2 separate regions of the Rattus norvegicus genome follow, and region 1 is linked to region 2. A link is a contact called in public HiChIP or PLAC-seq data. All regions are on one chromosome and are shown on one strand. The core of a region is the stretch at or near the end of the contact, and the rest is flanking DNA. Distances in the headings are between cores, read along the strand shown. Region 1 has its middle 340 kb from the start of Fat4. Region 2 holds the start of Fat4 (FAT atypical cadherin 4).

What was found. HiChIP or PLAC-seq counts read pairs in DNA pulled down with a chosen protein or histone mark.
Region 1: a contact with region 2 is called in an H3K27ac HiChIP or PLAC-seq map of oligodendrocytes, with 5 times the contacts expected there. The contact joins the enhancer-like site here to the promoter of Fat4 in region 2. A contact is called at or near these places in 4 of 12 Hi-C or Micro-C datasets (the Rat2 cell line, Schwann cells, frontal cortex and 1 more) and 1 of 1 datasets of contacts at active chromatin or transcription factors (oligodendrocytes).

What each region holds. Positions count from the first base shown.
Region 1 is chr2:124,193,449-124,198,347 of GRCr8, reverse strand. No RefSeq gene overlaps it. Among named protein-coding and RNA genes, the nearest start is that of Fat4, 340 kb to the right of the region's middle. Within about 2 kb of position 2,462, at least 16 of the 93 cell types and tissues checked have an H3K27ac peak or open chromatin away from gene starts, as enhancers often do.
Region 2 is chr2:123,851,752-123,857,069 of GRCr8, reverse strand. It overlaps Fat4 (FAT atypical cadherin 4), which reads right to left and starts at 1,781. Exons shown (of 17, transcript NM_001415042.1): 1 at 1-1,781. The coding sequence starts at 536.

The DNA of each region.
Region 1 (4,899 bases), core at 1,213-3,712, 340 kb before region 2:
GGCTGGATTGAACCAGGTTGAAATGAACTGGAATGGGAAATAATGGGGAAGAGTGGAAGAGGATGGCAGGAAAGGCCCTTATCCCAAATCCTGGTTACTCAAAAACTGAATCGTCACTGGGAAATGGCAAACACTAACTCTTCTCCACCCGCCTCCCTCCTTAACACTGAAATTTGAGCTGGAATTATAATTGACTTTCAAGAAGAAGGTACTAGCATCGCTAGAAAATTTCAGTTAGATTAGAATATGATGAGTCTTTTATTTTTAATAAAAATACATCTGCACTGAGTCATGTCTGTAGCAAGAGAAAGCCCCTGGGAAACCCTTGAAAATGTCCCTGCTACCCAGGGAAGATGGCTGTCTCTCCTTTTACACTATTCTTTAGGGATGGGAAAAGCCAGTCTTGGCTCAAATTCCTTATAAACATAGAAACAAACAGAGTCCTGCTTGCTTATTAATCTCTCCATGACATATACAGTGCAGATGGTGGTAATGAAAGATTCAGTTGAATGTTGCTCTATTTTGGAAGCTTTTTAAACTGTAATTGCGGCCCTATTTCATCTCGTCCCATCCTGCCATTCCTACAGTCTATCTAAGACAAACAAAGAGATGCCTATAATAAATTACTGTAAGGGTACAGTTAGTTTTCCCAAGCATAAATCTGATGAAAATGTAAGTTTAACGATTCAGGCCATATGCAGTCTTACATGGAACCACTGCATCAACAAAACCAGCTGTTTTCAAGTTCTATTAGGAGCCAGTATTAAAAGGAAAGTAAATATTAAGTCTGAACCTAATTCTATTTTATAAATATTGCCATTCATTTTTAAAAATACATCACGGACTTAGCATTTTTAATTGTAACTTCTTAAACTTGATTAAAAAATATTTTTTTCTTTTCATTTTGTAGATCAAATAACGTTTCTCCCAGGAAATAAGTATTTTGTTGTTGTTTTTTTAAAGCTGTCCTCCCTACACTGCTCAGTACCTCCCATCGCCTTGATTCCAAAGTGTCTCAAAGAAGTGTTACGGTGTCTACAGAAAGCCCTTCTGCAGAATTATTCTACGGTATAAGAAATGTTCTTTGGGGAGGGTCACTATTTCACATGCAAAAGTCAGATTCTGATATGCACTGGAAGATTTTCATAGAAGGGGACATACTGTTTTACCCAGTAATATTTCAGAAATAAATTCAGTACAGATTTTTCACAAACATCAGCTATATCACTGGTATTTTACCTTAGAATGCATTTTTTATGTCTTTAGATTGCTTTTTTTTAATGTGTGCAAGTCTTTTATCAAGATTTATGTATTTCTACCACTATGTAAGTGCCCAAGGAGGTAAGGGGGAGGAGGAAGAAGAGGAAGAAGAGGGAGAGGAGGAGGAGAAAACGGTGTCAGATCTTCTGGAACTGGTGTTATACATGTTTGTGAGCTGCTGTCCAAGTCCTGGGAACTGAACCCAAGTCCTCTGTAAGAACAAGAGTTATATCCCTAGCCCCTCATTTTATTTTATAATGAAATGATGTCACTTTAGTTGGTATAAATGGAGCACATTGATTCATGAAGCATTTTGATGGCTGGATATTCACGAACAATGAACAGAGTATGGACCCTGTGGCCACTCACTTTCATATTATTGTGTGGCAGACTGTTCTCCCTCCTAAGCAATGGTCAGAAAAGTCTTTACGAATGAATTTTCTGAGGCAGGATGAGTGTGTGTGTGTGTGTGTGTGTGTGTGTGTGTGTGTGTATGTGTGTATACTTAAATGCATATAATACTCAATATACTTAATAATTCATGTTCACAAATATAAGAAGGATAGATAGTATGCTGTTTAACTGTTACATAGTGATATTATGGTTAATGAATATACACCATCTGTTTATATGCTCCCACAGGGTCTCCAGCCTAAGGCCCAGTGACACTCTGATAGGAATAGTTTGGCAGTCACTGTCTTCCCTGGCCATTAGGGGGTGTCTGTCCCCACCCAGTGAGACATTTCCTCACTTTCTCAGAAGCCTGTGGAACCCAAGTGCTTCATTAGGGCCAGTTTCCTCAGAGAGACTGCTGCCATTGCTTCTAACCAGTGTCTATTTTCTCTCAGTAAACTTTCAAATCAGCACTTATTGAAAAGGAAACTTCCATTGTTCCAGCCACTATTGTTTTCTAGAACAGCAGAGACTTTACTGAAAGCAAACTTGCATACAGACGTAACCCAGAGTTTTTATTTTTCACCAGTAAAAAGAACAAAGCGCCAGACAAAACTATTGTCCGATCCATCTGGAGCAGGGCTTCCTCCCCACAAGTCTTGTGCACCACACACAATATTTAATGTTGTTTAGCTTTTAAAAACAATTGCCTATGAAAGCATCTAGGTCCTCTTGATAACAGAGCAAGGCCTTTCCTGCAATTGTGAACCAGGAAATGCTGGCCCCTTGGCAAGATTTACTGTGTCCCGCTGCTTGGAACCTCCCCCTTGCGCTTGCTGGAATGCGTTACTTTTAAGCACCTAGACTAACAGGAAGAGAAAGTTGTTACTTCTTTCCATGTGAAAGAGGCAGGGATAGGAAGGCAAGTGGGCAAGGGACTGATTAAGGACCTGGGGGTCCAATACTAATCTTAGATTCATTTGCTGTTTTCCAAGCTCCAGTGACTGGAAGTCTCCCTTTCTAAATTCACTCAGCTTTTCGATCTGGTCAAAGCTTTCTGTTCCAAACCTCTTACATCACACAGGCTGCCCAGGACCGAACAATGAAGGCAGGATCCCGAGGAAGGGATGTGGCCCTCCTTTGTTCTGTCCTTACATGGAATGAAGCATCTGTCTTGTTTTGCCGACCTGAACTGAGAACACACTGCTTAGAAACAGAAACACTAAAATAGCAACACATTTTCTTCACATGGGCTGAGTGTTGAATCAGCAGAGTTCAGTGAGAAACTCTACTGACCACCATAATCGGGCTGCATGATTTGAGAGAGCAATACACTCCTACCCACCCAGGGAAAGACTCCTACTGTAGAAGCGATCTATGGCTTGCACATATAAGTGAAGCTATCTCCTTCACTGTTGTCTCATAAGAGTTTTCTTTAAAGAAATTAATTTGCAGTAAGAAAATTACATATTAAATGTGAAAGGCTCTCCTTTCTAAATAACAGAATGTACCAACACCCCAAACTCTGCTCTTGATATCCTTCCTCTGGCTTTGGAGTATTTTTCTATCTTGCGCTCAGAACTTTGTTCAGATGTCACCTCTGGTCACCCCTAAACATGGTACAATCCACCCTATCCCCATTGCCTTCCCTGCTGTGTGTCCTATAGCCCGTAGCATCCTTGGGTAGTTAAATGAATGTATTCTACGTGTGTTTGAGTATTTGCTCTGAAAGTTCTCATAAGAATGTAGGTCCTGGATGAGAAGAGGCTTCTGCCTCTACTGTAGTGCCCAGAGTATCCAGGGAGACCATGCCATGCCAGGTGATAGACACCAGGTAAGCAAGTGGGGTTAGTACGGCAAGCTAATTTCTAGAAATTTCTTTGTTAAGATGTCATGTGACCAGAACTGTAATCGAGCAGAGAGCTATAACAAGTTCAGATACAGTGGTGAAACATTCCCACTTTATAAAAGTTTTCATTTCACTATCAAGATGCCCACCAAGGACTCACAGGGAGTTGTTTACATTTGCATAGACTCCAAAGCCAGGCCTACATAATGAAAAGGAGCAAAGGTAAAGCTGACTGATACCCCTGATCTCTCTGCCACCCACTCTTCTTTCCTCCCAGCCTGCAACTTTGCAACCTTGCCAAATACACACACACACACACACACACACACACACACACACACACACACACACATACTCACACAAGCACACTTGCATGCACACACACAACTTTTGAAACATTCAGATGCTTTCCAGGAACATGAGAAGCCTCCAGAATTTTTCCCAGGTGACTCTTTCCATTTGCATTACTAATTTCCATTCATCTGTGGAGCAGTTAGTGGAAAACACCAGAAGCCTAGCTGTGTGGTGTTTATAACATGTTAGTTTTCTCTCTTCTCCTCTTCTCCTAGCCCTCCATGTTTTTGGTGTCTCTTAGAAAGCAAAAAACAAAACAAAACAAAACAAAACAAAAAAAAAACCAAAACCAAAAACAAAAACAAAACAAAAACCCAAAGAAATGTGTGACTTTCTTAAAATTGTATCAAATTTATTACAATTATTTCTGATCATTTTGCTGCAGCGTTAGAGTTTTTGGACATATTTCTCAATGTTTGCAAACACAGGTGTTCACAGAGAGCCATTTCAGGAAAGATAAGGCACATCTAACATGGGTAGAAGGGTCTCAGGAAAGACTCTGGTCTGCACTCTGGCTGAAATGCACACATTCCCTTAGTATGTACCTTTAATCCTTGACAAGGAAGGTAAAGTTAGTTTGTGGAAGGAATCAGCCATGTTTGAAAGTAATGTCTAACGGAAGGGCATACAAAGTGAAGGAGTCAGAGAAACATTTGACAGAATGAGTCAGAGATAGAATACACCCATCTTTCAGGAGAATAACATAGAAAAGAGAATTGGCTTAAGAAAGCACTTTAGAGAAAGACAAAGAGAGAGAAGAAGAAGAAGAAGCAGTGAGAGAGAGAGAGAGAGAGAGAGAGAGAGAGAGAGAGAGAGGGAGAGAGAGGAGGCAGATTTTTACTGGAACAGTTTTACAAAAACAGATTGCAGGAGAGGACAGAACAAACCAGAAGGAGTCACAATATTAGAATAGATCTGCAGAATTAACTTGAGCCCAAGCAAAGCAATTCAGTGAGAAGCCAAGAGAAACCATACAGAATCAGTTAGCTTGGTGGTTAGTTTAAGCCAGAATTACTGAATTGAACCAGGCAAACGGAGTTCAG
Region 2 (5,318 bases), core at 532-3,031:
CCGCGGACGATGCGGTAGGAGCGGTGGTCCACGCCGTTGGAGCCGATGTCAGAGTCGGTGGCAGTGTCCAGAATGACCTGACGCCCGCTGCCACTATCCTCCTTGAAGGTGACCACGATCGAGGGGTCTGGGAAGACTGGGGCATTGTCGTTGAGGTCACGCACCAGCACGCGCACCTCGGTGGGGTAGGTGGGCGAGCTGGAAAGGACCACCAGGTTGACCACATCGCTGGGCAGGCTCTCGCGGTCGATGGTAGCGGTGGTGTACAACGCTCCAGTGCTGCTGTTAATAGCGAACAGGGCGTGGCTTTCACTGAGCCGATAGGTGAAGCCAGGACGCGTTGGGATGGTGCCCACCAGAGTCCCTGGGGGTTGCTCCTCCATCACCTGAAACACCTGGCGCTGTTCGGCCGCTTGGACTCGGGCCGGACTGGGGAGCAGCGACAGCAGTCCCCAGACTCTCAGAAGCTGGCCCAGAGATGGGGAAGGTAGCGGGAACCGCCTGCGGCCCGGAGTCCGGTTTGCGGCCAAGTTCATGGTCCTAGTTTCCAGTAACCTGGAGAAGAGAATCAAGGTGAAGGTAATGGGATGACCTGGAGTTCTTCTGAGTGGCGCCAGTAAAAGGTCAGTTTGGCCGGAGACCTCTGCGGTTCAGAAGAGTGGGTGAGGGACCGGCACGAAGGAGAAGCTGGTGAGACGACCAGCGCAGAGGAGAGTGAGACGACAGGCGGCGGAGCATCCCTGGGCTCTCCGGTGAAAGTTTGCAGGCCTCTAGACACTTAGGTTGAAATCCCAATTCTGAGAGTCCCGGCCGCGGACCGGAGTTACGAGAGGCGGCTTTGATTTTGGGGGATCTGAGGAGTCGCTTACTGCACGAACATCTTTCTAAAAACTTTAGAACTTACCCGGAGCGCGACGCCAAAAAGGGCAGGGCCAAGAGCCGCGGAGCCCCTGCACCCTGGAGGTAGAGCGGGGACGCCAGGAGATCCCAAGCTAGCTGTGAAGACTCTTCTCTGGTCTCGCTCTGAGGGAGCCGGGAAGGTCGCCTGTGGATCGGGCTCCCTCCCCCCACAGCTGAGGCAGCCAGGGCTCCCGGTCCCCACCAGGGCTCCCGCAGCTCTCAGCTCCGTGCCCCTGCCCGTAGCCCGGGCTGCCTTTGCTCCCGCCGCGGGTCGAAGCCCAAGGTCCAGCCCAGGCTGCCGCGGGCGCTGCTCCGCATCCTTCACCTCCGCGCCAGCATCATTTTTACGTCCACAGCGCGTGGGTTTCCCTTCCTCCTCGGCGCCGTGGGGGTCGGACAGTGGCAGCAGCAGCGCTTGGTCCCGGAGTCCCCTCCCCTCACCATGCCAGGGGCTCTTCCCCGGGCGTCAGCGGGCACCAGCGCCCCCGAGCGCTCCTCGCCCTTGTCCAGGGATCTGTGCTTTTATTGTCCCGGGTCAGTTTCACTTTGTAATCCTTCAGGCTTTGTGTTTGGAGTGGGGTGGGTCCCTCCGTCGTGGTCCCTGCGGACGATGGGGACGCGGAGGAGCGGGGCAGCTGCTCGGGACACCGGGTGGATGCGCTGCTTCCCAGCCAGGGCTCGGAGGTGGCACTTCGGTGTGTCTGTAGCCCGGCGAGTCCCCCGCTGCCTCTCCTGGTCCCTCGCACTCTCCCCGCCCCTTCCCCGCTGCGCGCACTCACGCACTCACACACACGCGCGCACACACGGAGGGGGAGGGTTGTTCTGGATCGCGAGCAGGACTGAGAAACTTTGCTCGCCCCTCGGTGCTCCCGGACTCCAGTGGCCGCCACTCCCCAGCTCTGGTCCTGTCACCCGCGGGCCCTGCCCCGCTACAGCTCATTGGCCACAGCCCCGCCCCGCGTCCCCGCCGCCCTAGCCTGCAGCCGCCACTGGCTGGGGCGACGCTCGTCACCGTGGCCTCCGAGGTTGTGGGCGGGAGGTAGGCGAGCCCCACAACGGAGGCGCGAGGAAGGGGGCGACCACCCCCAACTCCTTTCTATTTATTTATTTTCTCTTTTGGTCAAACCTTGGCCGGCGTCGGCGCAATCACCGCAAGAGGCAGCCGCGGAATAGATGGGGGGTGGGGTCAGGTTTAGAAATAAATAAGTTTACTGTCCGGAGCTGGGGCTGCCATTAGGCCGTTAGTCTGGTAGTAACTCGGTGGAGGGGGTCGGGGAAAAATGAAAGAAAGGTTGGGGCGAGGGTCTGTTAACGCGGGAGGAAGGATTAGGCAAAGCCTGTCTGGGAATGCGCGCGGCTGCTGAGCTTTAACCATTTCGTGTCCTCGCCAGGAGCAGTGTTTGAGCAAACTGAGACCCACAGTACCCCGCAGAGCCCCAGATCTTCCCGACTCCCAAACCTGCGCCCCTCGTCGCTGTCCCTCAGGTCCAGGGCATACCAAGGCCTCGGTGCAAGCCAAACTCCAACTTCTCAAAGAGAAGGGCATGCTGGCACCCACATAGCATGGTTAGTCTCATAGCTGGAATCCTGTACTCAAAGCAGTCTGGAGGCTTCAGCTGAAACAATGGCAGCTTCTGCGGGAACAGTTTCCTCTTACAAACCCAGTTTGGAATTTTTGACCCCCTGTGGGGCTTTTCTCCCCTTGACATTCTCTAGCCAAAGGAAATCTAATATCGTTTGGTTTCGATTTGGGCCTGGGGGAAGAATAACTATAAGAAAATAGAAATAAATGAAATGAAGTTTAAATTTAATTTTTTTAAGTGTCACACATCACCAACCGCACTCAGATTATGCCCCTGCCTCGGCTTATTTTGTGTGATGGCGCATGAGGTTTCTTTAAAAGAAAAAAACAAACGTGACTAGGAATCGGGTCAATAAATTTCCCCTTTAAGGGAATCAACTTGCAAAATATGAACTGAAGCCAAATAATGCAAATATAGGGCATATGTCATACAATTTTGCCACAGGAATCCCTCCAAACATCAAACTTTCTGCACCCAGAGATGGTTCGAGCACGAGCCAACACTGCCCCCTGCTGGCTAGATCCAGTTTGACTGCTTCGGTGGCTGGTTTCGTGCCTTAAATTAAATGCAGCTGGGAAGATCTGGTTACAGAGCTAATTCCTCCTTCTTGCCAAGGGATGGGGGCAAAGAAAAGGATCTGGAAGGATCTCCTACTGCCTTTCCTTGTGTGAGGTCAGAAAACAATTAAAAGCGATAGAGAAGACAACACATTCAAGTCCCAGGGAAGCAAACCGCTTGTAACGTAAACTGAGGAAGGATAGAGCCTGATTCTAAAACATCGTGAATTCCTTTGTTTAGTTGGAACGTTCACTTCTGCCTGTTCCTCAGCTATAGCTTGATGAGTGGACTGGAAACAGACCAGAGAGTTAGGCGTCTCTATTGCTACATTTTTCAGACTGCAACACTATTAAATACATTTCGTTAACCGCCTTCCCCCTTAAAAAAAAAAAAAAAAAAAAAGCAGAAAACCAACGAAGCCAAACAAAAACGCCTTTGAAGCCCGGTCAAAATTATTTTGACCAACCAACCCTTACCCCACCCCCAATGTCATTATTTTGCTGTAATTCAGCCAAAAAGGGTTTGTGGGTTAAAGTTGGGTCGAAGGGACTTCAAATAGCTGCAATGAGAGAGCGGACAGTGGAGAAGACTTTAGTTCTGTTTGCTAATCCTGCGTAGTTCAATACTCAGACACATAAGAATGGGAAGAAATCACTCACATATATTGGGGGAAGACCGGTGGATTTTCTGCTGGTCGGCCTCATGTGTATTTGGGGAGCAAGTGAGGCGCCTTCACAGCTCCACAGAATGGAATTAACACCTCTTGCTGTGAATTTAATTTAATAAAACAGGTAATTTAATTCATGCTGCAAAGCAGAGTGTTTAATCTGTGAAATAAGTGAATAGCCTTTGTTTTAATAAAAAAAAAAAGCAATGCAAAAAAAGTGGGTCACATTCAGTCCAAAAATATTTGTTTGGAAAATTCGAAGGGAGGATCGCCACAAATTATTTAAGCAATGCTATGGTTAGTTGAACAACTAACTTTCCATAATGATGTAATTGACTCATTTGTAGATAATTCTACACAAAACTACAATTTTGCATGTGTAGTATGTAATTTAAAAAGAAATAAGGAGAACGTTCTGAATAAAACATGGAGTACAGCTCTTGTTATATTTTATTTTTTGTCTCCCTTAAATTTCAAGAGCTGTGTTAACATAGCATACAATCTCATATGTATTTATATGTATACATATACCATATATTATATAGTATTTGTTATTATACAATATAAACATTGTATATAATATATGACACAATATTTAATGTAATATAATACAATAGATAATAGATACAATATATTACCATATTATAATTCTTCCTCTGGGTGGGAATAAAGGCTTTTACCAGGGATGCTTGACCACCTCAGTTCTGTCCCCAGAAACCAGACAAAGTAGCACAATTGTCTGTAACCGTGGCTCCACCTAGTGGGAATCTGTGGAAAACAGGCAGCCTGAAGAATGCAGTTGTGCAGTTGAAATGAAGTTTAGAATAAGATAGGAAGAGTGGACATGATGTCCTCTGACTTCCACACATGTTCACACACACACACACACACAAGCACACACAAGCACAGACTCACGTCTCTCTAAAATGCATACCAAAAAAGCGTACTTCTTCTTGTGACGTGGAAGGGAGACCTGAGGTAACTGTAAACTGTAAACGTGGACTATGTTTTGAAGCCATGGACTACTTTACTAAGCAGAGGACAAAGGAAGTGCAGCAGCGGATGGAAGACTTGAGGACCGCTTCTAAGTGTTCTCTTCCTCTTGTCTTTCAGAAAACCCAAACAAATGGAGTCCATTTTTTTCTACGCAGATCTTAATTATTTATGAAAATGGTTGTCAAGTTGGGGTTTTAACAAAAATGGAATTAGAAGCCATGCTGGCTAGTTTTGTCAACTGGACACAAGCCGAAATCTCTGGAGAAGAGAGAGTTTCAGCTGAGGGATTGCCCTCCTTCGTGCTGGCCTCTGCACTGCCTGTGGGGCATTTTCTTGATTAATGATTGATATATGAGCATCCAGCTCGCTGTAGGTGCGCCCAACCCTGGGCACATGGTCCTGGGCTATATTCAAAACCAGTGGGAGCAAACCAGTAAGCAGTTTTCCCCACTGGTTCCTGTCTGTGCTCCTGCTTGAGTTCCTGTCCCGGCTTCCATTGGCGATCGACTGGGATAAAGGCGTATAAACCTGATAAACACTTTCCTCCTAATTTGGTTTTGCTCAGTGTTTCATCACAATAAGTCAGTAAGACAAATGGTTCTCAGGGACAAGGT